Linked DNA regions of Sus scrofa: regions 2 and 3 are each linked to region 1. Evidence: chromatin contacts called from public Hi-C and promoter capture Hi-C data. All regions are on one chromosome and are shown on one strand. Each heading gives the region's core, a stretch centred on a gene start, on an enhancer-like site or on the middle of the called end of the contact. The rest is flanking DNA. Distances are from core to core; before and after follow the strand shown. Region 1 holds the start of RRAS (ras-related protein R-Ras). Region 2 holds the start of DHDH (dihydrodiol dehydrogenase). Region 3 holds the start of TRPM4 (transient receptor potential cation channel subfamily M member 4).

Region 1 (4,595 bases), core at 769-3,268:
AAACAGACTCTAGCCTCGGGTCAGCCTATAAAGACATTCAACAGTGCCTACAGAAATGACCCAAGCCAGCTATATGACGGAGGGCAGGCTTCAGTCTCGGTCCAGGTCCTGTGGACGCCCCTAGTCCTCTAGGAGACGCCCGGTCCATGCCCCCCGGCACCCCAGACCCGTCCCGGGGCCTCGAGAAGGCCCCCCGCTCGGCGCCAGGCTCCGCCGCCGCTACCGGGCCCAAGGCCGACCCGCTAAGCCCTCCAGGCCCCGCGGCGTGTCGGGAGGACCCCGGGACAAGTAGCGACCCGACTCCGCCCCGCCCACCCCGATAGGCCCGAGCCCCGCCGCTCGGACCGCCGCCGCCATCTTACCCCGCCGCTCGGGCTGCGGCTCCGGCCCCGGCGCGGGGCGGGGCGGGCTGGGGCGGGGCTCGCGAGCAAAGGGAGGAGAAAGGAGGAGCTAAAACGCCGCCGAGCTTGCCGGGACTTCAAGTACCGAGCACCGTGCCGTGAAGGCTGGTGGGAAGGCTTCGGACTCAGTTTCCCAGCAGTCAACGGGGCAGATGGGCCGGGTGCGCGCGACGTACGCCGGGAGACGTAGTCCGCGCGTCGCCTCCGCCGCGCGGGGACTGCGAGGGGATGAGGGGTGAAGTGGGCGGGGTTGCGGTAGCGCGCGATTAAGCCCCATAGTGCCCTGCACGCGCGCGGAAAGAGCAGCGGAAAAGGAAGTGCCGTAAAGAGCGCTCAGCCTGACAGGTGCAAGGGAGTTGTAGTTCCGCGGAGTGAGCCGTGGGGGGGGGGGAAGCAGGACTGGCTGGAAGTTGCCCCGCCCACATTCTGGGGATCCCAGAATCCTGATGCCCAAGTTCTCTCTAAATTTAGAACCAAGAAGCCCGGCCCTACAGCTTCCTCCTCATTTACAACAGAAAAATCCAAATCCGATTCCTCTCAGAGCCGAGGGGTCCGGACTCACATTTCCCTCAGAAGTCCGAGCCCTCCTTCCTCTTAGATCCAGGAGTCGGGCCTTCATGCCTCCCTCAGACCATTCCTGGTCTCAAACGCCTTACGCGAACACAGGGGTTCGGGTACCCCATTCCAATTCCCTCGGATCCAGAATATTGGGTCCCCCCGCTCCTTCAGCCCTCGGACCGATGAGTCCGGGCCCTCAGCAATCTAGAAGCAAGGACCTCCAGAACTCCTCCTTCCAGGACCCAGGAGTCCAAACCTCCAGTCACAATCTCTCCTTGCGACCCAGGGGTCTGGGTCCTGGGCTTTCTCCTCCTTCAAGACTCGGAAATCCTGACCCTAGACCCTTCATAACCCAGGCGTCCCCGCTTGGGCGAGCTGGCTCATGAATTAGGAATGCAGTGATCTCACGGCCCCTCCCTTCCCGGTTACCCGCTGGCCCCCCTCCAGGGCCCCATCTCCCCTCCCAGTCTGTCTTCCGCTAGGCTGGGACAGCGGGAACCGGAAGCCTGGGTCCCGTAGCGGGCGGAGCCTCCATCACCCAACCCAGATGCCAGAGTCGGGAGCTTGGCTTGGGTCCCAGGACAGAGGTTAATTTCCCCTCAGGACTCGCTCCTTCCTCAGAGCGCGCCTATATACGGCCGCGTGCGCAAGACTCAAGCCCCGCCTACTAGAACAAGGCCTCGGGGACGGTACCCTGAGAAGCTAGCTGCAACACAGGGTTTCTCATTTACATAGTCCCACCCCGAACGATTTTCCGGACCCGTCTACGAAGAGAATAAGAACTCTTATTAGCATGGCTCCGCCCCCCCGGCCCGCCAGCCGAGAGCGCGTGGCGCTGCTCGGGGTGAGCACAGTTCTCTCATTAGCATGTTCCCGCCCCATTCGGAATTCCCCTTCTCAGCGACAGCCGTACTCCTATCCGTATTAGCATAGCTCCTCCTTTTCCCAGGTCTTGCCTGCCTCTAAGTGTCCCAAGTAAGGAGCCCTTCTTGCTGGAGCTCATGTTTATGCAGTACCCTTATTAACGTGGTCCGCCCCTAGGCCCCGCCCGGTCCCCCCCCCCGCCCCAGGCGGTAGCGGCGGCAGCGGCAGCGACATGAGCAGCGGGGCGGCGTCCGGGACAGGGCGGGGGCGGCCCCGGGGCGGGGGGCCGGGACCCGGGGACCCCCCACCCAGCGAGACACACAAGCTGGTGGTCGTGGGCGGCGGCGGCGTGGGCAAGAGCGCGCTGACCATCCAGTTCATCCAGGTAGTGGACCTTCACCCCGGGGGGTGCCCCCGGGACCCACCCAGACCTGAGCCCTTGGCGGGATCCCCAAGACTCCGGCTTCCCCTCCATCCATCACTGAGACCCTCTTATGAGGCTTTCTAATCTTAAAAATGTCCCCTCAGATGTGACCCTGAGCCCCTCAGGGCCTCCACCCCCTACATGAGGGACCTTCCTCCTGTCCTTGTATCCTGAGACCCACCACCCCTACCCCAAGTATCCAAAGCCCCGCTCCTCTGCTGACCTGACCCTGGATGCCTCCTGGGAGCACCCTAAATCCAGAAGAGTCAACCCATTTAGACCCTAAGCATTCTCATGGGCCCCCACCCCGCTCGGGGCCACCTCCTCGCACCCTGAGCCCTACCTCTCCCAAATCCCTGACCTCAGCTTCCCCTCTGAGCCGCTCAGTAACTGGGAGAATGCCCTTGACATTACCCCAACCTGGCTGTTTAGCCCCTTCAGAGACCTCCACCAGAAAGTAGAAATTATGCCCAGACTTGGCCCCTGAGATCCATCTAGGACTCCATCCCACCCCTGTCCTCAGGGAGACCCCCTCAGACCCAAGAGACTGCAAAAAGATCCTGCCCCTTGGCCATTCCCACTAAGACTCCAAGTTCTGGGGATCCCCCATCCCACCAGATCCAGACCCCTACCCTTCCTCAAGGAAAACCATCCACTCCTCCGTCGTGAGTTTTCCTCCACTCTGATCTCCTGAGCCCCTCTCAGAAATTCTGGTTAGCCCCCAGATCATTTCCATGGAAGAAGCCCCCAGAGTCTTGACACCTCCAGAAAGACCTGCTCCTTTGGAGTTTCTCTGACCTCTTAAATGTATCTCCAGGTCTCTACGACTCTCTAGACATGTACTTATATTCTATGACAACCCTCCCCCATGCTCTCCAGCCCCCAGTTCGCCCACCTGAGCTTCTCCCGGTTTACTCTGCAGACACACCCCTAAACCCCCCAGGGCCAGGCCCCTGCACTGCCCCTTACCAAGCACCCTCCACGACAGGCAGGATGCAGCCTTCGGACCCCCAGCAGCTGCCAGATCACCCCTTCTCTTCTGAAAATCCACCCTTGCCCAGGAAACTTCCACCCCTTTCCCCAGGGGAAACTCTCCCACCTGGGAGAAACCCTAGAAAGGTGTCTGCTCCAGGGATGCCACCCCTGAGGTCCCTGGGCCCCAGACCCCTGAAGAGACCCCAGACAGCGCGTGCATGGGAGCTCCTGTCTGGGTAGAGAAAGGCCCCAAGCCCTGGGCCCCTTGCACCCAGGGGCAGACCCAAAGCTGGCCCAGGGCCTGGATGGAGGCGGCCGGGACCCAGGCAGGAAGGGAGGGGCCCCGCCTGCGGGCGGGGCAGCGTCTCAGCAGCCGGATTGGAACCGGGATCTTCCCCTGGGAGGAGACACTGGAAGCTGCCCAGGGGGAGGGGGAGAGGGAGGAGGAGGAGGAGGAAGAAAAAAAGAGGGAAGAAAGGGGGAAGAACACATGCAGATATGCTGGATGGCAAAAGGTCCCAGTGACTGAGCGCCTACTATGCGCAGACGATATGAAATGCTTAACGAGGATTTTCCCTGAATCTCACACACTGGGTTGAGGGTAGCACTCTTTTGATCTTCATTTCCCCAGGGAGAAAATCGGGGTCAGGAGAGGGGCAGTGATTTAGAGGGGGAGTGATGTGTTCAATGCCGCATAGCCAGGGCATCATCCCGACTCGGGAAATGCAACTTTATATCAAAAAGAGGGATGGGGCCGGGAGCCCCTTGGAGAGAGGGGCCTGGGGAGCACAGGGGATAAGGGAGGCAGGCCTCCATCATCCCTGCTGGGACCCTGTAGTAAAGCGTCCTCTCCACCCCCCCCACTCCAGTCCTACTTCGTGTCTGACTACGATCCCACTATTGAAGACTCCTACACCAAGATCTGCACCGTGGATGGCGTCCCGGCCCGGCTGGACAGTGAGGGTGGCAGGGGAGATGGAGTGGGAGGGTGGCCGGGCTGCGGGCTTGTGGGGGTGGCTGGCGGGAGCCTGGTCCCCATGGAGGCCCCCTCTCCCCATCTGCAGTCCTGGACACCGCAGGCCAGGAGGAGTTCGGTGCCATGCGAGAGCAGTACATGCGCGCCGGCCACGGCTTCCTGCTGGTGTTTGCCATTAATGATCGGCAGAGGTGGGTGTTGTCTGGGGGTCGGGGGAGATGGGGGGGGGAGGTGGCGGAGTCAGCGGGGAGCACTGGGGCCCAGCTGCTGACCTGCGGCTTCATCCGCAGTTTCAACGAGGTGGGCAAGCTCTTCACGCAGATCCTCCGAGTCAAGGACCGAGATGACTTCCCCATCGTGTTGGTCGGGAACAAGGCAGATCTGGAGACACAGCGTC
Region 2 (4,595 bases), core at 557-3,056, 470 kb after region 1:
CCAAAAGCAGTGGCTTCTACCCATGGGAAATATTGCGAGCAGATTCCAAGGAGTAGCCCAACTACATCCTGACAAACCCAAGGACCTTGGTTCAATTTGTAGCCATCTTAACTCTTGGCAAACCCATGCTTGTGCTCCCCCGCAAATGACCACCAGTGACCTGCAGCCAGGTTGGGTAATAGCAAGTAGCGCCACGATGGGTGTTGGAAGGGCCCCTGCACCCTCACCTCCATTAGGAAGAGGCCTCGGGATCGGGCCTCGGCAACCATTTCACGCACTTCCGCGGCGTTCACGCCCATGGGCTTCTCGCACAGCACGGCCTTGCCAGCTGCCAGGCAAAGCAACACCGTGGCCTTGTGCTGGGGGTGCTGGGTGCCAATATAGGCCACCTCTAGGGCGGGAGAAAAGAGGTCAGGAGATCGGCAGCCCCGCCCACCGAGCCTTCAGGGATCGCCCACCACTAAAAGCCCCGCCCCCAGCATCCCAGGAATCGGTTTCCCTCCAAGCTTGGCGGACGTCCTACAGCGGTGACCAAACACTAGCCTCCCTAATTCGTAGAAACTAACTAATCATCCTCTACCGTCATTCTGTTTTCCTCAGATTATTTCCAGCCTTCTAGAATTAACGTATTAAATCATTTAATTCTCACACCACCACCAAGAAGTAGAGACGATTATTTTGCCCGTCTTTCAAGTGAGGCAATTGAGAAGAGCGAGGAGAGGAGAAAAATGCCAACTCAAGTCCCCTGACTCTAGAGACTGCTCCGCCCCATCCAGGCTACTCTGATAACGCAGAACCAGAGTCTAAGGTCATATTTAAACCCTGAAGGACTTCCCGAGAAATTCAAGCTTTGCCTTTACCGCGGAGGTAGATCCTCCTAACGGCAATTTCACGTTAGACGCTTAATATCAGACAAAACTGATTCCTATCACTCCGGCGCCCAGTTCAAAGTTCTTCCAGAATCTCTGAGAGAAGGGCTCAACCCGCCAGTTTTGCATCTCCCACGCAGCAGCCTAGAGGCAGCGTGCCAGTGGTGCCCGGGAGCCCTGGCAACTTACCCACGTTCGGGTCCTTGGCCAGTTCCTCATAGGAGCCATAGGCCTTGGGGATGTCGTGTTTCCGCGCAAACTCCTTTGCCCGGCTCAGATCCCGGGCCGCTACCGCCACCACCTGGAGGGGCGCCACGGTCAGACTTGAGGGGCTGGGATGGGTGTGAAAGACAGATGTATGGGGGCGGGGAGGAAAGAGGTGATGGAGACGGCCTCGATACGGGGAGAAATTACAGCCCTCCGAGACGGGGGTGCAAGGAATTTTTTTTTTTTTTTTGGTCTTTTTGTTATTTCTTTGGGCCGCTCCCGCGGCATATGGAGGTTCCCAGGCTAGGGGTCGAATCGGAGCTGTAGCCACTGGCCTACGCCAGAGCCACAGCAACGCGGGATCCGAGCCGCGTCTGCAACCTACACCACAGCTCACGGCAACGCCGGATCCTTAACCCACTGAGCAAGGGCAGGGACCGAACCCTCAACCTCATGGTTCCTTGTCGGATTCATTAACCACTGCGCCACGACGGGAACTCCCAGGGAATTTTAGGTTGTTTCACCGCCTTGGAGATTCAGAAGTACAGAACCCCAGCTCCCTCCTCCCTCAGACCCGGGAGTCCCCCTCTGCGCCCACCCCTCCCCTGCTCTTCTACGGGCCTCCGGAGGGAGGGCGGACCTGGTGCTCAGAGCGAGGCAGCAGCCGCAGCACCGTCGTGAAGTCGCTGGAGATAAGGCCGGCTGACACGATGCCCCAGCGAAGCGCCATCGCCCCAACCCCGAGTCTCAAAGGTCCCCACTTTCTCCCGGAGCAAGTCAAAGACCGGAGGCCCCTTGCTCTGAGGGGTGGCCCTTTTCTCCGCCCCATCGCCCTTACGTTACTCCTCATTGGCCACTGGGCCGGTGCCCGCCTTCATTCCCAGAGCCAGGCAGGAGGTTATATAATTCTCGCGTCCCCATTGGAAGAGCTACTGTTGGCTCCGCCCAATGGGGGGTGGGCTAGAAACACTTCGTTCTTCGCTCTGTGACAGAAAGGGAGGGGGCTTTCTGTTCTTGCCAACTTCGATCCAAGAGCCCTGTCGCCTTTCATCGCTCCGCCGACTCGTTTGCTCAGAACATCGTGTTTCCGCGCAAACTCCTTCGCCCGGGAACGGGGAACTGCCGGGCTAGAGAGGAAGAGGGAGAGGAGGGGGAGAAGGAGAGGGGATAGTAATAGCAAAGATAACATTTTTACTGATATTTATTACTTAATATTTATACGACTCCTGTGGTAACCCAGGCAACCGAGGCTCCCAGCTCCGAGCTTTACTTTCCTCATCCCCAATTTCTTACTTTATTTTTTACCTTTGCTTTTAAGGGCCGCACCCGCGGCATAAGGAGATTCCAAGGCTAGGAGTCGAATCGGAGCTGCAGCCGCGGGCCTACACCACAGGCAAAGCAACGCCAGATCTGAGCTGCGTCTGCGACCTACAGCACAGCTCACGGCAACGCTGGATCCTTAACCCACTGAGCCAGGCCAAGGATCGAACCTGCATCCTCATGGTTCCTAGTCGGATTTGTTTCCATTGAGCTATGACAGCAACTCCTTTTTAAAAAAATGTTACTTTTCTGAGTTCCCGTTGTGGCTCAGTGGTTAACCGATCCGACTGGGAACCATGAAGTTCCTTTTTTTTTCTTTGCTGTCATGCCCATGGCATGTGGAAGTTCCAGACAAGAGATGGAACCCATGTCATGGCAGCAACAGGAGCTGCTTCGGTGACAAGAACGTTAACCTGCTGCACCACAACGGCAACTCCTGAATCTATCTTAAAGAATGAGGACAGAGTTCCTGGGTGGCCTAGCAGTTAAGGATCTGGTGTTTTCACTGCTGTGACTTGGGTTACTGCTGTGTGTGCCAAGTTCGATCCCTGGCCGCGGCACAACCCCCCCAAAAATGGAGAATGAAGATGAAGCACAGATGGAGTTTTGGAAGGAACAGTATTTACAAAGAAACGGAGGCATTGATTTGTTCCAGAAAGTGTATTTGGATGGAACCAGAGTACAGAGCAGGACAGGGAGTCACATGAGATAAGGCCAGAAAGGTAGGCAGGGCCTCCCACATGAGGCTGAGGGGCTGGAAGCCATCCTGGGGCGAGGTCAGCTCCGGGCCCCCTCTGGGGCTGTGGGGGAAAGGGCTAGGGGTCAAGTCGTCAGGGAGGAGGCAGAGGTGGCTGGAAGGCAGGGTCAGGGAGAGCTGGCGCTCCTGGGATCAGAGCTGGGCAGCGCTGCTAAGGGCTCTTCTGGTCCTCACACCCAGCCTGGGGGAAGATGCTGTCTTTGAGGCGTTGCTGGTCCCACAAAAGGTTGAGAAACATCATGAGGGACCACCCAAGCCCTGTCAACCAAGAGAACTGAGCAGCCAGCAGGACTCCAGCAGCTGTGAGGACACGGGATGCTATGGTGGCAACAACCTGGGCGGTGAGGCCAAACCACGGAGAAAGGCAGGTGTGGAGCAGAGCCTCTTGGGCAGGGGGCGCTTCCCTAAGTTAGACTGAGCCAATGAGTGCTCGACTGGACGCAAGAGGGTGGGTCCCTTGGTGGGGGACAGAAAATGAAGGGACCACAGACTGGAAGGCTGCAGAAGCAGAGGCAGCAGAGACGACGCCTGGAAAAGCCATCCTGTTCCCCCTCCCCCAGGAGGTCACACATGTCGCCAAGCCCCAGAGGAGGTTGATTGTGACACCTCGAACCCATCAGCCTTGGAAGGAACACAGAGTGCTGGGGTCCCAGAGAGATCACAGGTGCTGTGAATCCAGCTGGGGCAGCTCTGGGGTCTGTTCAGGAACTTTCTTTTCTGAAGCATCCACGTCCTTCTGGTCACCAGCCGGAGCTGGGACAGGTGCGTCATCTGGAAACAGGGGGAGGAAATGGTAGCACTAGACAGCCCAGCCCCTCCTCCCTGAGACCCAGGAGTCTGGGCACCCAGCTCTCTCCCTGCCCCCTGGGCCCAGGGCCAGCACCTGTGTCCGGGTGGAACTTGAGCTGTCCCTCGGGGCCAGTGGCTGGGTCCTTGTGGCCTTGCTGCTGCTGTTTCCTCTGTTCCATTTGCAGAACGGCCTGGAAGGGGTGGAGGAATCCCACAGGCAAGAGAGTATGACATCAAGTCTCCATGGCAACGTGCTAACAGTCACGGACCAGTCCTTGCTTGATGAGCCTCGATTTTCCTCTCATTCAGAGTTGGTCTTAACACTAAAGACCTAGTGGCCCCCACCCCGTTCCATGGCTTGGCTCACTCTTTGGGACAAGGGAGGCTTCTCCTCCCTCTTTGGCCTTTCCCCTCTCTCTGCCTTACAGCCCCACTGCCCTTATCCAACATGGAAGCCACAGAGCCACAGAGCCAGGGGATGGGGACAATGTTTGCCCTTATTCAAGATGGCAGCTGCTACCCAGGAATCTGCTACCAGAGATTAACACAGTGGCTGCAGGATCTTCCCTGACACTGGACACACAAGGATAAGGGCCACCAGGGTCTCAGAGAATGGACCCACTCCCCTGGCCAGTCACCTGCTGCAGCTCTCT
Region 3 (4,595 bases), core at 1,013-3,512, 340 kb after region 1:
AATCCATGGGTCCCCAAGCTCCTGCCCCCGGAATCCTCGCCCCATCATCCCCTCCTGTGTCCCCATAGCCCTGGCCTGCCTCAGGTCTCTTCTCCTCCCGCCTACCCTTGCCCAGCCTCTTCTCCAGCTTCCCGAACTTCTAGTCATCCCAGGAGGTCTTTCCACACCCAGAGCTGACCCTGCCCCTCCCATAATTTCCCGGAACACCAGGACAGGGTCCCAGCCCCTTGGGGTAGCATTTGAGGTCTTGCGACCTCTGGCCCCACCCTCCTCCTCGGTCTCCTTTCTCAGATGCTCCTTGCACCCTGAACTTTGCCCCACTGGCAAACCACGTGGCAATGTCAATAGGGGGCAGCTTATACTGCTGTTCCCACCCCTTCCAAGAGCCTCTCTTCAGCCCGCTTTCAACTGTCAAACTTTTTTCTTTTTTTTTGCTTTTTAGGGCCACACCTGTGGCATACAGAAATTCCCAGGCGAGGGGTTGAATTATTGAATTAGAGCTGCAGCTGGTGGCCTACATCACAGCCACAGCCTCACCAGATCCAAGCCAAGTCTGCAACCTACACGGCAGCTTGGGGCAATGCCAGATCCCTCACCCACGGAGTGAGACCAGGGATCGAACCCACATCCTCATGGATACTAGTCGGGCTCATTTCCACTGAGCCACAAAGGGAACTTCTCAAACTCCAACTTTGTCACCTTTAAATGTCACCTCACTGCCCTCCCCTCCAGGAGCCATTGGTGACACCCCAAGGGCCTCCGCAGCCTCAGCCAGATGCCTCCTCTTGGCTCCCACCAGGCACAGTGGCATGTCTTTGGCAGCTCCCATCCTCTCGCCTTAGAATCCTCTTCCTCCCACCAAAGCAGAGGTTCCTAAACTTTCTGGACCACACTTCCATCTGCAAAAGGTTTTTGAGCACTCACCCCTAAATAATATGTCTATTTATACATAATTCAAGCCATCCTGCACTAATAAATTCATAATAATACGCATACCAAGTTAGGAATGTTGGTATTTCCCACACCCCAAAGATCATCTTGAGGACACCAGGAAGCCGGAAACCCCTTGAGAAAACATTGCTGAAGGCCAGGAGTCCCTAAGGGTGGCCACCGCCCAGCCACGGAGCACCAGCCCAGAGCCTGCACACACTAGGTAACTGCTACCTTCCTGGAGGAACCAGAGCTATTTTCCAGTGCTTACCATGTGCTGGGCACGTTCGGAAGTATCACAAGCATTAACTTGTTTAATTCGCGCAAGAATTCCAGCAGGTAGAGCCAGAGCCTGTTTTTATGCCCAGATGACGGATGAGGCCCAGAGAGGTGAAACGTTTTGCCCAAAGCCACACAGCACGTGTCCCAGCCGAGATTAGAACCCTAGCAGGGCCTGTGCTCTTGAAAATCATGCCCCCTTGGACGTGCGGAGTGAGGGTTTCTTGGAGGAGTGGACGAATGAATGAAACAGCGACAGTCGAGAGAGAAAAACAGAGAAAGTGACACCAGGAGGCGGAGACACACGGGAGAGACACGAGGAAGGAAAGAAACGGAACCCAGCCCTGGGGCTTTAACACGGACCCTGAGCGTGAGAAGGATTAGTTGGATGTGTTTGCAGAAGGACCGAAGCCCTCCCCGAGGGAGAGAGCCACCAGGGAACGCCCTTGGGAGTGTCTGCGGGGACAGGACTGGGGGAGGGGAGGAGCCGAAGGGCGGGGTCTGAGGTGGGCGGGGTGGACATCTGGGGTCGGTCCCCGGGTGGGCTCCTCACCCCGGATCTGTGGGGTCAACGATGAAAGTTGTGCACGTCTTCTTCTTGAAGATCTTGGGGATATAGCTCTGGGGACAAGAACAAGGGGTGAAGGGGAACCAGTTCAGTCCTAAGGGACACAGAGTGACTCACCCGCGCCCCAGCCTAGACCTAGGAGTCCAGGACCCCAGCGCCCGCCTCCCCCAAACTCAGGAGACTCGATTCCCCCCAGCCCCCATCTGTCCCCAAGGACCCAGGCGTCCGAGGCCCCAGCAGCCCCCTTCTTTGACCCAAGAATCTGGGTCTCCAGCGCCCTCCTCTCCGGGAACCAGGGGTCCCGGCCCCCAGCTCCCTGTTCCCTCAGACCCGGGGTCCGGCCGCTGTACCTGCTCCTTCTCCGCACCCACCATGCTGCTGCAGCCTCTGCAAACTATCCGACTCCCTGCATTCCCTCAACCAACCCGGGCTCTAGACGCGCCCGGGACAAACCGGATCCACTACGTCCCAGCCCAGCCTGGGCGGGGCCAGGTCTAGGGGGCGGGGAATCTCGGAGACGCGCAGAGCGGGAGGCGGGGCAAAGGGTCTGAGGGACCGGCAGGCGAGACCCGGGGAGAGGGGGCCGGGGACCCGGGGTGGGGGACAGGGACTCAGAGAGGAAATGCCAGTGATGAGGGAGAGGGCACACAAAAAGGGGATGGGATGGGGACACGAAGCCTTAGGTTGGGACAGGGAATCAGAAAGGGGGGACAGAGATTGGCGAGGGGCTACATCGACCCAAAGCGAGGGGGGGGTGCTTGGAAGGAAGTTGGCGGGGGCGGGGTGGGGGCGCGGCGGAGACACTCAGACTGAGAGGGAGAGACAGAAGCCTGAGAGTGAGAAGGGGACAGAATCCTGGGGAGGGGGACAGGGACTCCAAGAGAGCGGGTGAAGAAACAAGAACTGAGAGAAGGGAACCCACAGAGAAGGCTGGGAACCCAAAGAGCGAGGGGTGAGGACAGCAGTGATAGGATGAGGGGGAGGTACTGATACACAGGCAGGGCCCCCATGTCTCCTGCTAGCTCTCCAGGGACAGGGACAGCTGCAGCCTCCTGAGTAACCTGAGCCCCCTGCACACACACACCCCCTGCTGTATTTATAGCCCTGGCCTGGCCCCATCCCCTGCCCCCAGATCTGAGTTCCAGGGACAGGAGGTCATGGGTACGCACGCTGGAGCACAATTCCTCTCACCCCTGTCCAGGGCTTCCCTGTGGGCATCCACCATCTCAGCAAAGTCGCCCGTTCTGGCCGGAAACTCCCCATAATCTAACCCCCAATCCTTCCTTGGCAGGGGTCTCTCCCCTCAAATACACCCTTCCCGCTCCCCTCCTCCCATGGCCCGGGCTCCCCCCAAATTGGCCCACTGAAAATTTGACACCATTTTTGCAGCTGCCAAACCGGAACTTGTCGGCATTCAAAATCAAGTCCCTTGGCCCCCTCTCCTGGCCAAAGAGAGACCCCTTCTCTCACCCCCTCCCCAGCTGAGAGGAGAAAGAGCCGGAGGGGAGGGGCAGGCCGGGCCTAACCCAGAATAACTCCGGGCCGAAAGTAAATTTAGCCACAGAGAGGGGAGGGGAGAGACCCTATTGGCTGGGGAGCGGGAGGGAGGGGCGGAGGGGGTCAGGGGGTTCTGGAGATTGTCTCAGAGGGGTGTCTGGAGCCTGGCAGTGAGGGCCAGAGGGCAGAGACAGAGAGAGACACAGCAAAGGAAAGACACAGGGAGAAAGAAAGAGAAGGACCCCAAAGGGACAGGGACCCCAGTATTCATCGACATAGCCTCAGCCACAGCGGGAGCCAGCCCAGGGAGAAGCTCTGCTGCTGGTCTGTCCCCATGGGCCACCCTGGGCCATGGTTGCAGGCGTCTCTCCTCTGGGCTGCTGTGGCCAGCCTGCTCCTCCCCCCTGCTATGACCCAGCAGCTGAGAGGGGCTGGGCTGGGCCCCAGCAACTTGAACAACAACGCAGGCATCCCCGGGCCCACAGAGGACGCATCAGGCAAGTTCGGTCACTCCGGGCATAGCCATAGAAGCCATGGGGATGAGAACAGCGATGTCTCCACGGAGAGTGGGCATCATTTCTGGGCCTCTGGAGACCACGGAGAAGAGGAAGAAGATGTCTCCAAAGCAGCCCATCCCCGCCAAGGCCACAGGTACCAAGGCCACGAGGTGGGAGATGAGAACATCTCTGAGGAGGAGGGAACCACAGCGCATGCTCCGCAGGCGGGTGGGCACAGAGGCCGTGGGAGCAAAGACATGGATGATTCAGCTGAGCCCAGGCACCACTTCCCCAGCCATGGGAGCCACGGCCACCAAGACGAGGATGAGGATGAAATTGTGTCCAGCGAGCGACACCATCATATCATCAGGCATGTACGCCGAGGCCATGGAGAAGAGGAGGAGGAAGAGGAGGAGGAAGGCGGCATCTCCACCGAGTATGGACACCAGGCCCACGGGCACCGAGACCACGGGATGGAAGAGGACGAAGACGTCTCAGCTGGACGTCACCATCACGGCCCCAGCCACAGACACCGAGGCCATGAAGAAGAAGAAGATGACGACAATGACGGTGACTCCGCTGAGTACAAATATCAGACGCACGGGCATCAAGGCCACGAGAAGGAAGAGGATGGAGACGTCTCAGACTCGCACCACCATCATGTCCCTGGCCACGGACACCCAGGCCACAGAAATGAGGAAGATGAGGATGAGGTCGTATCCACTGAACACTGGCACCAGGTTCCCAGACATACCCACCATGGCCTTGGAGATGAGGAGGAGGAAGGAGAGGAGGAGATCACGGTCAAGTTCAGCCACCATGCT

What was found. Promoter capture Hi-C pulls out the DNA fragments that hold promoters and counts their contacts. Hi-C and Micro-C count contacts between places; a contact is called where the count stands out from the background.
Region 2: a promoter capture Hi-C map of fetal liver shows a contact between it and region 1, with 2.9 times the contacts expected there. The contact joins the promoter of DHDH here to the promoter of RRAS in region 1. A contact is called at or near these places in 1 of 5 promoter capture datasets (fetal liver) and 1 of 2 datasets of contacts at active chromatin or transcription factors (alveolar macrophages).
Region 3: a Hi-C map of skeletal muscle shows a contact between it and region 1, with 6 times the contacts expected there. The contact joins the promoter of TRPM4 here to the promoter of RRAS in region 1. A contact is called at or near these places in 4 of 47 Hi-C or Micro-C datasets (heart right ventricle, liver and skeletal muscle).

Annotation. Positions count from the first base shown.
Region 1 is chr6:54,682,137-54,686,731 of Sscrofa11.1, reverse strand. It overlaps RRAS (ras-related protein R-Ras), which reads left to right and starts at 2,018. Exons shown (of 6, transcript XM_003355998.3): 1 at 2,018-2,208; 2 at 4,092-4,179; 3 at 4,287-4,389; 4 at 4,489-4,595. The coding sequence starts at 2,056. SCAF1 (splicing factor, arginine/serine-rich 19) reads right to left here and starts at 1,395. Exons shown (of 12, transcript XM_003127346.5): 1 at 964-1,395. The coding sequence starts at 1,020.
Region 2 is chr6:54,207,904-54,212,498 of Sscrofa11.1, reverse strand. DHDH (dihydrodiol dehydrogenase) reads right to left here and starts at 1,806. Exons shown (of 7, transcript NM_214166.1): 1 at 1,717-1,806; 2 at 1,059-1,170; 3 at 228-391. The coding sequence starts at 1,806. It overlaps NUCB1 (nucleobindin 1), which reads right to left. Exons shown (of 13, transcript NM_001244488.1): 11 at 4,581-4,595; 12 at 4,037-4,133; 13 at 3,042-3,924. The coding sequence ends at 3,812.
Region 3 is chr6:54,340,441-54,345,035 of Sscrofa11.1, reverse strand. TRPM4 (transient receptor potential cation channel subfamily M member 4) reads right to left here and starts at 2,262. Exons shown (of 24, transcript XM_021094712.1): 1 at 2,128-2,262; 2 at 1,763-1,830. The coding sequence starts at 2,151. HRC (sarcoplasmic reticulum histidine-rich calcium-binding protein) reads left to right here and starts at 3,398. Exons shown (of 6, transcript XM_003127287.5): 1 at 3,398-4,595. The coding sequence starts at 3,609.